5 separate regions of the Mus musculus genome follow, and all the other regions are linked to region 1. The links are chromatin contacts, called in public Hi-C, HiChIP or PLAC-seq and promoter capture Hi-C maps. All regions are on one chromosome and are shown on one strand. The core of a region is the stretch at or near the end of the contact, and the rest is flanking DNA. Distances in the headings are between cores, read along the strand shown.

Evidence for each region. Promoter capture Hi-C pulls out the DNA fragments that hold promoters and counts their contacts. A called contact is a pair of places that touch in the nucleus more often than the background predicts. HiChIP or PLAC-seq counts read pairs in DNA pulled down with a chosen protein or histone mark.
Region 2: a contact with region 1 is called in a Hi-C map of uterus, with 10 times the contacts expected there. The contact joins the promoter of Rpl13 here to the promoter of Cog2 in region 1. A contact is called at or near these places in 1 of 39 promoter capture datasets (liver) and 1 of 484 Hi-C or Micro-C datasets (uterus).
Region 3: a contact with region 1 is called in a promoter capture Hi-C map of liver, with 2.6 times the contacts expected there. The contact joins the promoter of Cdk10 here to the promoter of Cog2 in region 1. A contact is called at or near these places in 2 of 39 promoter capture datasets (liver and pre-B cells).
Region 4: an H3K4me3 HiChIP or PLAC-seq map of bone marrow-derived macrophages shows a contact between it and region 1, with 10 times the contacts expected there. The contact joins the promoter of Gas8 here to the promoter of Cog2 in region 1. A contact is called at or near these places in 2 of 39 promoter capture datasets (both in liver) and 1 of 115 datasets of contacts at active chromatin or transcription factors (bone marrow-derived macrophages).
Region 5: a contact with region 1 is called in a promoter capture Hi-C map of stem cell-derived epiblast-like cells, with 5 times the contacts expected there. The contact joins the promoter of 4930566D17Rik here to the promoter of Cog2 in region 1. A contact is called at or near these places in 1 of 39 promoter capture datasets (stem cell-derived epiblast-like cells) and 1 of 115 datasets of contacts at active chromatin or transcription factors (microglia).

The regions. Positions count from the first base shown.
Region 1 is chr8:124,519,236-124,522,111 of GRCm38.p6, forward strand. Cog2 (component of oligomeric golgi complex 2) reads left to right here and starts at 1,532. Exons shown (of 18, transcript NM_029746.3): 1 at 1,532-1,716. The coding sequence starts at 1,645.
Region 2 is chr8:123,100,975-123,103,850 of GRCm38.p6, forward strand. It overlaps Rpl13 (ribosomal protein L13), which reads left to right and starts at 1,376. Exons shown (of 6, transcript NM_016738.5): 1 at 1,376-1,471; 2 at 1,679-1,788; 3 at 1,871-2,012; 4 at 2,209-2,382. The coding sequence starts at 1,685. Snord68 (small nucleolar RNA, C/D box 68) reads left to right here and starts at 2,084; the gene lies at 2,084-2,131.
Region 3 is chr8:123,223,425-123,226,300 of GRCm38.p6, forward strand. Cdk10 (cyclin-dependent kinase 10) reads left to right here and starts at 1,417. Exons shown (of 13, transcript NM_194446.2): 1 at 1,417-1,544. The coding sequence starts at 1,458.
Region 4 is chr8:123,517,341-123,520,216 of GRCm38.p6, forward strand. Gas8 (growth arrest specific 8) reads left to right here and starts at 1,495. Exons shown (of 11, transcript NM_018855.2): 1 at 1,495-1,612. The coding sequence starts at 1,610. It also overlaps a transcript of Dbndd1 not described here.
Region 5 is chr8:125,520,903-125,523,778 of GRCm38.p6, forward strand. 4930566D17Rik (a long non-coding RNA gene) reads left to right here and starts at 1,430. Exons shown (of 3, transcript XR_003947612.1): 1 at 1,430-2,410. The region is part of intron 1 of Sipa1l2 (signal-induced proliferation-associated 1 like 2); the gene reads right to left.

The sequences.
Region 1 (2,876 bases), core at 282-2,781:
AGCGTCTACAGAACATTCCACTGAGCTCTTAATATTCAATGATTCTTCTAGCACAAAGTTCCAAAGTCCTCCCACAATCCTCCCCAAAACATCACTGAAGTCAGGTCTGTCACAGCAATACCCCATTCCCGGTACCAATTTGTCTCAGTTAGGGTACCAGGCTAACTATGGCTGCAACAAAACACCATGTCTTAGTTAGGGTTTCTATGGCTTCAACAAAACACAATGATCAAAAAGCAAGTTGAGGAGGAAAAGGTTTATCTGGCTTACACTTTCAGATCACAGTTCATCATTGGAGGAAGTCAGGACAGCAACTCAAGCAGGGCAGGAACCTAGAACAGGAGCTGATACAGAAACCATGGAGGGTGCTGCTTGTTAGCTTGCTTCCCATGGCTTGCTCAGCCTGATTTCTTAATGAACCCAGGACCACCAGCTCAGGGATGGCCCCACCCACAGTGGGCTGGGTCCTCCCTCACAGAGCACTAATTGAGAAAATGCCTTACAGCTGGATCTCATGGAGGCATTTCCTCAGCTGAGACTCTCTTCTCTCTGATGACTCTAGCTTGTGTCAATTTGACACGCAAAGCCAGCCAGTACACCACTGAATCTTTGCAGCAATTCCAGGGTTAGCACACTAGGCTGAACACAGTCAGGTTCTTTGATAAAGGATGGAGGAAAATATCAGAAGGGAACAGCAAGTTCTAGCCCCAAGCTTCTAGGAATCAGGCAGGTTTCCCAGGAGTCTTTGTTTCTCTCTTGGCGAGCACCTCGGGTCCCTCCCTTGGTACCTCCAATTTGCCACTCTGAAATTATAGCGAGAGGCTGAATGCCACATCTCTCAGACTAATAATAACAGCAGAGAACTGTTCGCTTTGTTAGGTTCGAGGATAATACTTTGAGTTGGCAAGAAGGGCTTTGTTTGATCTTTTACAGGAGGAATCGCTAAATAAGGTGTTGGTGAAGTGTTCTAACAATATCTTCCCATGACAGCTATGATGGTGGTGGTAGCCTGGGTAAAGAGGACCTGGAGACAGGCTGGGGGTTACTAGAGCATGGTCAGCGTATGGCGAGTTCACGTTGCCTAAACTTGTGAGGGTGAAAGATTTGGTAATAAGAATAAAATATTAACAAGAAAGCAAGACTTCTTTGCTACACACAAACCAACATGTTAGGGACATCGGCTGCAGTCCAGCCTATCCAGCACATGCTCAGGCGATAGGGTCTCTGAATTTTACCCCAACATTCAGTTAGAGGGATGGTGTCCTGTTTGGTCTAAACTGAAATACAAAGGGATCACTTTCCTCTGACCATCTTTAAGGGCAGTGACGTTTTCTCTCCTCACCAGGAGAAAAGAACAAGGCTGTCCTGGTTCTTGACTTTTCTCCCAGGCCAGCTGCCTCGGTGCATGCGTGAGGCTGCAGTACCACGCTCGACTCCCGGAGGCAGTAGCGCCAGGCTGGGAGCTTCCGGCTCGAGGGCGCCGCTCTTATCACCAACAGTGCGCAGCCGCCCGCGACGCTCGTCTATTGGCTGTCGCTCGCTGCTGCCATACTGGCGGAAGCGGAAGTGGAGCTGGGACGCTGGGGGTGGGCTGGGCTGCCGCGTCCCCTGCGGTCTTGGCCTTGAGGGGCGGCGGCCGGCGTGATGGAGAAACGCAGGATGAACCTGCCTACGGGGCCGGACACGCTGTGCTTCGATAAGGACGAGTTCATGAAGGTGAGGGCACCCGGCAGATCGCCGCTGAGTTGGCCGGACGCTGAGGCCCGGTGGTTCCCAGAGGCTCCGGCGGGTGTCAGGGACGTGGGATGGAAGGTGGCAGGGGTGTCCAGGCTGAAAACGCTCTGACATTAAGAAGTGGGAACCTGACAGCCTCGCCACGCTGCAACCCAGCGGCCCTGCTTACAAATCTAAACCGAAAACACTTGGCTGATAACATTTCACCGAGCAGGCACAGCCTCCGAACGGCGCAGGCTTTGAGCCTGTTAGTTGTACCTCTCCGCTGTTGTCACTTAAAACAACCCCAAACATATTTACACCCGCTTTCTTTCTCGAGACAGGGAGGGTTTTGAGTTGTAGCCCGGACGGGTCTCGATCCTCCTGTCTTAAGGGCAGAAATGGCAACTGTGAGCTAAAAGTTTGTGCCATTTAATAGTTGCGATTTGAGGGACCATTTCAAAGCTGGTTCCGAGGTTAGGAATTTCTTTCTGTCTCTTTGGCACATAAAATACTAAGCAAACGAGTCCAAGTCTTACTGTATAGAGTGTGTGTGTATGTGTGTGTGTGTTGTGTTTGCATGTGTGCACCCTGCTCCCCTTTCACAATCGAATTTTTCCCTCTGACTTAATTGGCCTATCTCTGTTCTGGTATTTGCATTTAGTTGACATGGCCAAAGAAAGCGCTGAGGTTTTGGTGTTTGGATTTTAATTTATATGTGACTTCTGTACTGTGCCCACGTAGGTTTCCATGTGTGAAAGGCTTTTTTGTGTGTATGTGTCTGCCTTCCTGAGTTTATGTGCACAGTGTGTGCAGAAGCCCTCAGAGGCCAGAAGACTGTGGGGTTCCCTAGAACTGGAGTTACAGGTGCTTGTGAGCTGCCCTGTGGGTGCTGGGAGCCAAACCCTGGTCCTCTGTTAAAGTAGTAAGCACTCTTAACTGCTGAGCCATCTCCAATAAATGAGGTTCAAATGGGATGCTTGAAATAATGATTCAGAAAGCCCCTGTTACATCCTGTGACTTATGGATACCTTGGAAAGAGGGTTAAAAAAAAAGAGCCAAAGGTACATGACAGGGACAAGAGTCTGGAGGAAGAAAGCTTGCCCGGGGATCGTGGCCTGTTTTTACTTTAGGTGAGAAAACTTACTGTGTTCACTGTTCAC
Region 2 (2,876 bases), core at 126-2,625, 1.4 Mb before region 1:
CTGGGAAGATGGTTCAACATCAATTTCTGGCCTTTTCACCCACACTCAAAAAAAATGGCTCCCCCCTACTGAGGATTGAATTTAGCCTCTCATCCAATAGGCAAGAATTACATCCTCAGCCTGCTTCATTATGACATTATTTTCGCGCGCGCACGCGTGTGTGGTATGTGTGTGTGTGTGTTTGTGTGTGTGTGTGTGAGAGAGAGACAGAGAAAATATATATATATCATGGATGAGCTCAGCATGTAGAGCTTGGTTCTCTTCTACCATGTGGGTCCCAGGAATAAAATGGCAGCAAGTACCTTCAACCCTCTAAGCTGTCTTGCCAGCCCTTCCTTTTTAATTTTGAAAAGAGGGTTGGGCTGGAGAGATGGTTCAGCGGTTAAGAGCACGGACTGCTCTTCCAAAGGTCCTGAGTTCAACTCCCAGCAACTACATGGTGGCTCACAACCATCGGTAATGGAGTCTGATGCCCTCTTCTGGTGTGTCTGAAGACAGCTACAGTGTACTTACATAAATAAAATAAATCTTAAAAAAAAAGGAGAAGAAAAAAAAGAAAAGAGGGTTTAAGTTGCTCAAAAAGCATTGAAATTGCTATTGTCCTGTCTCATTTTCTAGATGAATTATGATTATGGTCCTGTGATATCTGGCCCGGGTATAATGTGGATTTTTAAATTTATAGCCCTCTTAATTACTGAGCCATTTCTACAGCTTCTGTAGTGGAATTTTGATCAGGAAGAAACCTGGTAATTGGGAATGAGGAGTGAAAAAAGGTTATAGGCATACAGGTGTAGGACCAGTGTATGCCTTGGCTGTTTTGTTGTCGCTGCTACTGTGGGTAGGAATTCAGTATTGTATTTCGTCACACCTGATTTCCCCCCGAGGAGTTAAGTCAGGGCTAAAGGAGTTATCTAAGTAAATGGGGGAGTTTGGGGCTGGAGAAATGACTCAGTAGTTACGATCACTGGCTGCTTGCTGTTTCAGAAGTTCAATTCTCAGCACCCAGGAACTCCGGTAGTAGGGGATCCGACGCACAGCCATGAAACCAGGGAGACACTCATACAAATAAAGTAAAAATAAATAAAAATCTTAAAGTGGGGGGGGAAGTCTGGAATGGGGGTGCGTGCTTCAGTTCTGGGGAAACATAAATTCCAGGCAAATCTATAATAAATTTTCCTGGGTGGACGGGGAAAAAACACTGGATCTAGGAGGGAGAAAGAGTTTTAGGGGTTTAATTCATAGGTGCGCCCCTGAGCACGCCGGAGATACCCACACTGCGAAGTTAGGAACCAGCGAGAATAACCAACCCGACGGCTAGAAAGGCGATGGTCCGCCGGCGGGCGGGTTCGCGTGACGTCACTTCCCTTTCGCCTGATTTTGATTGGCGTTTGAGATTGGCCGGACTCCCTACAAGCCCAGGGTGCTTTGCGGTGCCCGGTCCTTTCCGCTCGGCCGTTCTCCTGTATAGGAGGTGAGTCTCTGCCGCCGCCGGTCCCATCGTGGTCCATCGGGCTCCATCGCCCTCCATCCGCTGTCATCGGCGAAGAGAGGCCGCACGGACAGCCATGGAGGAGCCCGGGCGCCGACAGCACGGAGCCAGGGCAGGGGCGGGAGGACCCGGGACGGGGTTGGGGACCCTGGCCTTGACTCGCCGCCCTCCTCTCCCTCGCGGCCTTAGGCAGCCATGGCGCCCAGCCGGAATGGCATGATACTGAAGCCCCACTTCCACAAGGATTGGCAGCAGCGAGTGGACACTTGGTTCAACCAGCCGGCGCGCAAGATCCGCAGGTATAGATCGCGCGTGGCTCGCGTGGGCTCCAGGGCGGGGACGCGCGTGGGGCAGGAGGTGACGGCTGTGCTTTTCCTGCAGGCGCAAGGCCCGGCAGGCGAAAGCGCGTCGCATCGCCCCTCGCCCCGCGTCCGGCCCCATCAGGCCCATCGTGAGGTGCCCTACAGTGAGATACCACACCAAGGTCCGGGCTGGCAGGGGCTTCAGCCTGGAGGAGCTCAGGGTGAGTGCGGCAGGGCGAGGTCCCTTGGCAGGTCCCTCGGGCTCGGTGGAATGATGACATTCTCCGGAATCGCTGTACTGACTTGATGAAAGTACTTTTGAACCCTTTTCCATCTGATGACACCGAGTTTTCTCGGCAGGGCCGGCTTGGGGTGGGGTGACTGCGAGGTGGGTGACCAGTTTCTGTTTCTGAACAGGTGGCTGGCATCCACAAGAAAGTGGCTCGCACCATCGGCATCTCTGTGGACCCGAGGAGGCGAAACAAGTCCACGGAGTCACTGCAGGCCAACGTGCAGCGCCTGAAGGAGTACCGCTCCAAGCTCATCCTGTTCCCCAGGAAGCCTTCTGCTCCGAAGAAGGGAGACAGTTCTGTAAGTCCTGCGGGGCGGCAGAGGTCCGGCTCAGTGTAGATAGAGTCTGTGTTCTTGGATCCAGCTCTGCAGAGTTGACATGAGTGCAGCAGTGGGAGGTTAGAGCGTACTGGGGGCGGCGGTGACGCGTGCAGATCAGTGGGAGCCACTATGGTGTCCCTGGGCTTTCCAGTGTCTGTTAGTGTTGGGAGCTATTGACTTGGAGCCTGGTATGCTGTTCTAGAGCGTTCACCCTACCAGGACGTTCAGGGGCATCTCGGTACAGAAAGTATCTCGGTATTCAGAAGTGTAAAGAGTTTTGTAACAAGGATCGGTGGGTTTCTTGTCAGTGTGGGCTTCCTGAGGGTGGGGTAAGGATGGCTTTCTTCTGTTCCTTCAGTGGAGCTGTAGTCAGCCAGCGCACCGGGACGGAAAATGCTAGGTGCTGCAGGCCCAGGCAGCCTGATCCTTGGGAACTAAAGCAGACCCCGTGATAATGGGGTCTATAAGTAACA
Region 3 (2,876 bases), core at 167-2,666, 1.3 Mb before region 1:
AAAAACAAAAACAAAAGCAAAAGCAAAAAAAAAAAAAAAACTTTGTGTATGTAGTGCTAAGGAGTGAGCCTAGGACTTGACCCAATGCTAGGCAGGCGCTCCACCACTGAGCTACAATCCCAGCTGGAGTTCTGAAACAGGGATAGGGTCTCACATCCAATCCAGTCTGGATTAGAACTCAGTATATAGCCCAGGCCAGCCTTGAACATGCAGCCTCAACCTCTTGACTGCTGCAATTACAGGTGACAGTGTGCCCAGAGGAAAGCTGAATTCCAAAGTTAAAAAGAAATGTAAGATAGCAAACAATCCATTAGAAATCTTACAGTATTATTATTTATGACTTTTTTTTCTTTTTGGTTTTTTTCGAGACAGGGTTTCTCTGTATAGCCCTAGCTGTCCTGGAACTCACTTTGTAGACCAGGCTGGCCTCCAACTCAGAAATCTGCCTGCCTCTGCCTCTCAAGTGCTGAGATTAAAGGCGTGCGCCACCACGCCCGGCATGATTTATTGACACACTACTGAAAGCCTTTTAAGATAGGCTATGCACCCCATTCTAGCTTTGAACTCAGAATCTTCTGGCCTCAGTCTCCAGAGTGCTATGATTACAGGCATATGGCACTGTGTCCAAACACCAACTAATCTGCTTGCATTAACCTAAGTATAGTGCCCACATGGACCTGCACTCTGGCCATTTAGAAGCAGGAACATTCATCTTCCTAATCTATATAAACCCTCCACAGATGATCAGAGCCAATTGGTGTTCTGAGTTCATTACTCAGTACAAGAGCTAAGTGCAAGTCTTGCAGCACTAGCTCACCGATTAAGGGTGCAGAGCTCCAGACAGAAGGGACCAGGTTCAAATCCCAGCAGCCGGGCACTCTTATTGCCTGGCAAAACAAACAAACAAACAAAAAAAGCTGAGTGAGTGCAACCTCCAAGAACCACTTGGACTAGAGTTGCTCTCCAGTGGTCAGTACATTAATTATCTTCATTTTCTCGTGTACGCTGCCCGGGCTGTACAAGGTTTCCTTCCGTCTTGTCCTGGGCTAGTGATGGGGACGAGGTTGGCCTCGGGAATGACTGGGTTCCCACACATCCAGCTTTCGGAGAATGTACCCAACCACTATCAGAAAGCATAGCTCTCAGCAGTGGTGGTCTGGAAGGGCAGAAAGCACGGCTGATCGCTGGAATTGGTCTCACTTAAATGGCAAACAGGGAAGAGACGCATTTTCCTCCAGTTGATCAAAACCAATCTGAGTCTTCTGCAGGCTGGCCTACAGATGGTACTTTGAGCAGCTTTGTAGAAGTGTGTCTGCATCTAACGCTAAAAGACAACAGAGCCTCTGCGCTCCGAGCGGATTCCGTCCCCAAGTCCAGAACAAACCGGAAGTACGTCATGCGCCTGCGCCGAGGGGCGTTACGCCTGCGCGCTGGAAGAGGGCGGCAGCGGCTTGGGCATGGCAGAGGTGGACCTGGAGTCGGATCAGATCCGATTGAAGTGTATCCGTAAGGAAGGTTTCTTCACCGTGCCTCCAGAACACAGGGTGCGACGGGGTGCCACTCGTGCGGCGCTGAGTGGCAGGGCCAGACTGAAGCGCACCGGGGCGTTCCGTGTCGCGTTCAAGTTTGAGGTTCCAGCGTCGGAGGGGGAACGGCAGTCCCCGAGTTTGCCGCGGCGTGGGCAGAAATCGGCAGCCCAGAGGCTGGGGCGGGGTGGGACCGAGGACGAGCGACCAAGGGCGAGAAGAGTGGGAGGTTCCCGGTGGCACCTGCAGCCGCGGGGGTCTCACCTGGCGTTACCCACAGTCTTGTCTCTTTTGTGTGATGTGAAGGTGAACCTTAAGGGGCTCCGATTTCTGCTCCAGTAGACGTTTGGTGGGAAGAGGTTTTGCCGCAGCCCACGTATTTTTAACTTCTTGTTTATGCTTTGCGAGGCCAAGGCACATTAACTAAGAGCCTCAGAGCACAAGGCACGAGACAACACTTAACAACTAGTTAACTCAGAGCACTGCACTGGAAGCCGAGGTTGCGAAAGCCGTTCTTAAAGGGGGAGAAAATGCACGTGTGCAGTGGTCCCTTAAGTCAAAAATGTCAGAGTCCTGCGTGGTGGTCCACACTGGTAATCCCAGTCAGGGAGTTGAGGCAGGATGGTCACTCCACTTTGGAGGGGAGCCTGGGCTACAGAGTGAGACCTGGACTCAGAAATAAGCCGAGATATAAAATAGTGGAGACTTTGGAGAAAAGGAGTATTCTGTAAGAAGTTTGTAGAAGAGTTGACATTTGTTTTGGACCAGGAAGTGTTGCCAAAATTTGGGCAGATCTGACAAGGAATGGTATACCACACTCAGGTGGCAGCACAAAATCCTGGTGAATGGAATTTCGAAGTGAACAGGGATCCTCGAGGAGAGGGAGGGAGGGAGGGAGCTCAGAGTGGATCGTGGGGGCCATCAGGTATCAGAGTAACAGAACCCAGGGCAGGGCAGTTAAGAGTCGGGAAGCCAGCAGGGGGCTGGTGGAATAGAATCCTAAGCTTGCTCTGGTCCTTCTGTACCCAAGGAATGCTTAGCTAATGCACTTAGAAAGGCACCTCACACATGAAAAGTTGGCACTCCCTGTTGAAGGCCGGATTCTCCTGCACAGAGGTGTTTGTGCCCATGGCTTGTGGCCATTTGGTACTAGACAGCAGACATTTGGAACACTGGGTTGGAGGGGATACTTAGGCCATCTTCAGTATGCTTCAGTATTTCAAAGTGATTCCAGTGGTATCTGTCCCCTTCACTCATCAGAAAATTCCAAATACATGGTTGCTTTTCTGTTTGGTAAGCAAGATGCAAGCACGTTTCTCAGTGCCAGGTATGGGTGAGACTTGTCACTTG
Region 4 (2,876 bases), core at 245-2,744, 1.0 Mb before region 1:
TGGCTTTGAGGTCAGCCTTGGCTACATGGACTCCGCCTCAACAAACAAGCCAAAACTGCTGGAACCATTTCTTCCAGAACCGTACCATCAGGATCTTTTAGCTGCAGTGCTGTTGGAGCCTGTGACTGCACTGGCTAGTAGAGTGTGGGAGATGTGAGACAGTGCAACTCCCAAGGCTAGGTCTTTAGGAAAGAAATCCAGCTTTCTTGGAAGGCTCCCGTAAAAAACAGGCTACCCGGAGTCCACCTGTGTATGTTCCGGCTGACAATCTGAGCTCTCGGCTGACAGCATTCGACAGCTGACCTAACTGTGCTCAGGTGCTTCTAGGTGCTGCTTTTGAGTTTCCCAGGCGAGTGGGGCTCGCCTTAAAGTTCACTGACAGCAAACAGCGTGGCGGCTATGTTGGACTTTTGTTAAGATTTACTACAAATAAGCCACTGTTAGAATGCTCACAAGGATCCGGTGTTGTTCTTCCAGCGGGCCATTCTTCAAGAATCTGGGAGAGGGGACACTGGGAGGTTGGGTTAGCAAACAGGGGAGTCTCATTGCTAGGAGCCTCAGATCCCCACCACTGAGCAATCTTTCTCTCCTGCTGCATCCACTTATGGGTGTGGAATCTTCATCCTCAGAGCAGGCAGAGGAGCATAACCTGCTGTCCCTTCTGTTTCTGTTTTACCCTGTCCTGCTAAGCCACTTTGTTGTTGTTTTGCTTTTGTTTTGTTTCTCTTTCTTTTTATGTATGTGCATACACTGCAGCTGTACAGATGGTTGTGAGCCTTTATGTGGTTGTTATGCAGGGTGCAGCCCTGCTCCAAGCAACTCCAATCAACTCGCTTATTTATTATTATAAATAAATACACTGTAGCTGACTTCAGACGCATCAGAAGAGGGCGTCAGGTCTCATTATGGGTGGTTCTACCTTCAGAAGAGCAGTCAGTGCTCTTACCCGCTGAGCCATCTCTCCAGCATTTTTTTCTTTTTTTTTTTTTTTTTTTTTTTTTTTTTTTTGAGACAGGGTTTTTGGTATGTAGCCCAGGCTAGCTTCCAACGCATGCAGTCTTCCTCTCAGCTTCCCCAGTGGTCGCAGGCATAACACCCTTAGCGTTTTTCTTTCTGGAAGCCCAGCTTTACACGTTCAGTCTCATCAGAGCAGCATGTGGAAGGAATTTTCACAAGCAGGGCAAGGTGGATGGGCCGCAGGAGCGGGCTCTTAGCTCAATATTTGCATCCAATTTGGGAACTTGGCTTGGGAGGCAGATTAATCATTCAGACTTTTCTCTTTATCCGTTCCTCCTTGTGAGCGCCCGCCATGTAGACTCTGGAGAACCCGAGGAACCACAATAGGTTTCTTCTGTAGCCCAAGTTGTAGTGGGAGAGAGACCAGCAATACACCGAGGGCAACACTAGCTCTTCTGGCGCGTTGTTAGGGACGCACTCCCGGTTGCCCAGGTCCCTTAGGGCGGGGGTGGGTGGGAGGGGAGAACTGGAGGATAGTCTCGCGAGGATTTGAGAACCAGCACGGGATCTAGTCGGAGTTGCCAGGAGACCGCGCAGCCTCCTCTGACCAGCGCCCATCCCGGATTAGTGGAAGTGCTGGACTGCTGGCACCATGGTGAGTCGGCCTGTGCTCGGAGTGTCCAGTGCACAGAGAACCTGGGAGGCTTTCGTGCAGAAATGTGGAGAGGGTCGGGTCCCCGGGACTGGGAGGGCCTGCAATTTTGGATTACTAGAATGGAGAGCTGGGCGCAGTTCTTCCGTGTGGTCCCGGTTGGGGAGGCCAGGAGGCCGGGGCCTGCATTCAGGTTCTCTGGGATGATCATCACACTGGCTAGACTGAGAGTCCAGTGTGCAAGGCGTCCAGAAATCAGAAGCTGAGTCCGTCAGATCCTTGGGACCAGTACTTAAGGGCTCAGGGGTCAATTAAGTGTCCACAGGGCGCAGAATCCGGCACAGGAGAAACCCCGAGAACTCGGAGGTGGAAAACCTAGCGTGTACCATGTGGCCGGAGGCCTCCCTACCAAGGGCAGAGTGTCATGGAGTGACCAGGGATACACACCTTGGGTATCTCAGGCTCCTGAGAAGAAGAAGGCCGAAGCCCCCTGTCTCCTTTATTTTTCTCACATAATGCCCCGCCCCACCCAGGAGATAGATGCTGTCAGTAGTGCAGTGTCTTGGCAGATGTGCTAGGGCATGGGTCATTAGCTGGTGGGGTGGCATCTTCCTGCGTCTGCCTGCCTGGAACTATGGCCGATATTAACTGCTGCTTAATCTTCCCGCCAAGCATTTATGGCCTTGTCAAGGCTGCTAGAATAAAGCAGGCCCTGTGAGCAGTGTCTGCTGGGAACATCTGCAGACAGACACAGTGTGTGCGGTGTGCTCAAGACCAGAGTTCCCTGAAGTGGGTTCATAATGGCAGACACGAGTCAGGAAGCCTCAGATTCGGTCATTGCTGTGAGGTCTCTCCAAAAGGCTTATTCTCGGTCCTTGCTGATGAGGGTCTTCTGTGTCTCTGTGGTGGCTATGAAGCGTGGTTGCCAGTATACTTGTGGGGTGGGGCGGGTGTGTGTGTGTGTGTATCCCTCCTTTTTAAAGCCCAGATAAGTTTTTCTTTTTATCTTTTAGGTTTCCACACTACCTCCTCAAATGCTGCCTTTCCCAAAACACCCCTTCTCCACCCCCCCATAAGTTTTTCTTTTTTTTTTTTTAATGTAAGATTTGTTTTATATATGTGAGTACACTGCTGCTGTCCTCCAACACACCAGAAGAGGGCATCAGACCCCATTACAGATGGTTGTGAGCCACCATGTGGTTGCTGGGAATTGAACTCAGGACCTCTGGAAGAGCAGTCAGTGCTCTTAACCTCTGAGCCATCTCTC
Region 5 (2,876 bases), core at 180-2,679, 1.0 Mb after region 1:
CTTCCTTCCTTTCTCTCTCTCTCTCTCTCTCTCTCTCTCTCTCTTTCTCTTTCACTCATTCATTTAGAACCTGGACCCTTATCACTGACCCATTTCTCCAGCCTTAATAAATACTCTTAAAACGCCTGAGTTCTAATTCTACCACAGGAAACAGCAACACGAATCAACCACATCCCCCAGCAGCCTTTATGATCACAGTCACTTCTCAGTGTTGTGGAGGCAACACCAAGACCAGAAGGAGAAGGGTGTTTCAGATTACCCTGTTAAATCACAACTGCATCTGGTGACAGTTCCGATACTGTTTACAAACTCACACCTACCTACGGTAAAAGGAAAGGGAAGGAAAGAAGGGAGTGGCAGAGTCCACAGGCCACCCTGCTTCCCTGGACGAGGAACCTGGTGCTCAGGGAAGCACTTCCTTCTTGGTTCTTGGCCCAGGCTGCAGTTCTGCTGGAAGAGTGCTTGCCTAGCACGGATAAAGCCCGGGTTCTGTTCTGAACCTCGGGAAGCAGTGCACCTGGAATTCAGCACTCAAGGGGTGGAGACAGGAGGTGGGGGCGGTGGAAGACTATGAATGAATATGAATTGAAGTCAGACTGCTCCTCAGATCACAAGCTTCTCCATCCACAACTTATATTTCAGAGCAGTAGCTATAAGAACTGCAAACTAAAGCTTCCTAAAATCCACACTCCTGTATGATAGCGCAAGGAGCCAAGATGCAGCAAGGAGGGAATACTGACCAGAAGGAACCCAGGAGCACGAGCAGGCTTCCAGCAAGATGAGGCAGCCCGCAGTAAGGAGGATCCCCACCGACCTGCTCAGAAGCGGCCGTGCTGACGCGGTACCTTCATGAACCACTCCACTACGACATGAAGACAAGCTTATCACTTATGCAGAAGGCTGTCACTGGCCTCTGCTTTAGAAAACCGACCTTCCTCAGTCTGCCTCCATCTTTAGGAAGCGCAAAGCAGCTGATGAGAAGTCACTGAAGCCCCTCGGAGCAGCTGGGTTTCTCCTTCAATGAGCAATCGTTCTTGTTCTGAGGCTCAGAATCAGAGGCACAGGCAGCAGGTCCCTCAGCCTTGCCATGGGATCCAGGATTTGCATCCAAAGAACTTACAGTGGCTCTAGAGCAGTGGTTCTCAACCTTCCTAATGCTGCCACCTATGATACAGTCCCTCCTATTGTGGTGACCATAAAAATTATTTTTATTGCTACTTCATAATTCATGAAAATTTGCTACTGTTATGAATTGTAATGCAAATATCTGTGTTTTTCCCGGTCTTAGGCGACCCCAGACGGGACGTGACCCACAGGTTGAAAAAACACTGCTCTAGCAGTGTCTAGCCACTCTGACAACAGCTCTCGTTCCAACTGACCCAAGTGTCCTTTGATGGGTGAATAAACAGTGTGACCCATTCACACAATGGAATGTTATTCAGCCTTAAGGAGGAAGGGAATTCTGACGTCTGATGCATTATGACTGAAGCTCCAGGGCCACTAAGTGAGATACATGAGTCACAAAGGGACAAAGGCTGAGACAGACCATTTCTCTTCCATGGGGTTCCAGGAATAGTGAAGACTCAAAGCAGAAGCAGAATAGATAGGTTCAGAGGGAGGAAGATAAGGAGGTTGCTTTAGCAGGTTCAGAATTCTAGTCTTATGGAAAACCACAGACAGACAGACAGACAGAACGGCTACATAAATATATGAATTTACTTGATAATGCCTAACGGCTTATGTTACAATATAATGACCCCCAACACCAGAATATTTGTGAAAGATTTCCTATCCAAGTGTTCCCTGGCCTGTCTGTCCACCTATCACAGCCACCAGTTCCCACAGGCAGCCCCTAGCTTCTAGCCATTGTAGTAGGACAAGAGCACACTGCGTTGTGATGTTCTCTGCCACTGAGGCTGTGCAAGAGGACACATGGAGCCGTCACCAGGGAGACCTATGCGGGAGACATGACTGCACTGCGAATAACAAGTATCTCTTGCGAACACAGTATGACCTTCCAGACCTTAAGAGAGAGGCATTTCTGAAGCATCGCTGTTTTCAGAGATCAATATTCCAATTTTCCTGTAAGGAGGGTTCTGTCCTCATGTGTCCTCGTGTGCATGTATTATGAGACCCCAACACAAACTCGAAAAGTCTGCTGCTAATAGTCAGCTTCACACGGCACTTCTGGGTTACTGTCTGTATTTTATGGTGAGGCCCCTACAAGATGAACATTATGAGAAAGCGCCTTTCCTTCCCCTGACATAGCAAGCATCCCATGAGAAGCAAAGCCCATTCTTTCAGCTGCTTTTGTTTATGGCCAGGAAAGGAAGCCACAGATTCTCTGAGTAGCATCAATGAGGACTCTGGAGCCTGGCCACACTTCCTCCTTCACAGGTGGCTTAATGAGGTAAGGGCTCTGTCTGGGCTGGGAAGTGGGGGAGGGGAGCACCTAAAACTGGGTCTTCCCCAGCAACTGTTATGTACTGGAATGCAAGGGAAGGGACAGGAAGATCCGCATTCCTAGGTCTGTGCTGGGGACACCTCACAAGATGCTCTGCACAGAAACAAGCCATGCAGACATGCCCCTCCCCACACCTTGTTCCTACCCGCAGGCTTCCTGAGGAAGTGCGGTTCTGAGGAAGTGCAGCCAGCACCAACACACAGTTATTCCTTGTAGCTCTCCCGCCAACGGTGAGAAGACAACCTGCTGGTATGCAGGGAAATCCAGCATCTAAGCAAGGCTATGGTTTGGTTTGGTTTGGTTTGGTTTTTTTCTTTAACAGTAAAATTCTTGGGGCTGTGTAGAGTGCTTGCCATGTAAGCTTGAGGTCCTGAGTTCGATCCCCAGAACTCAGGAAGAAAAGTCAAGCATG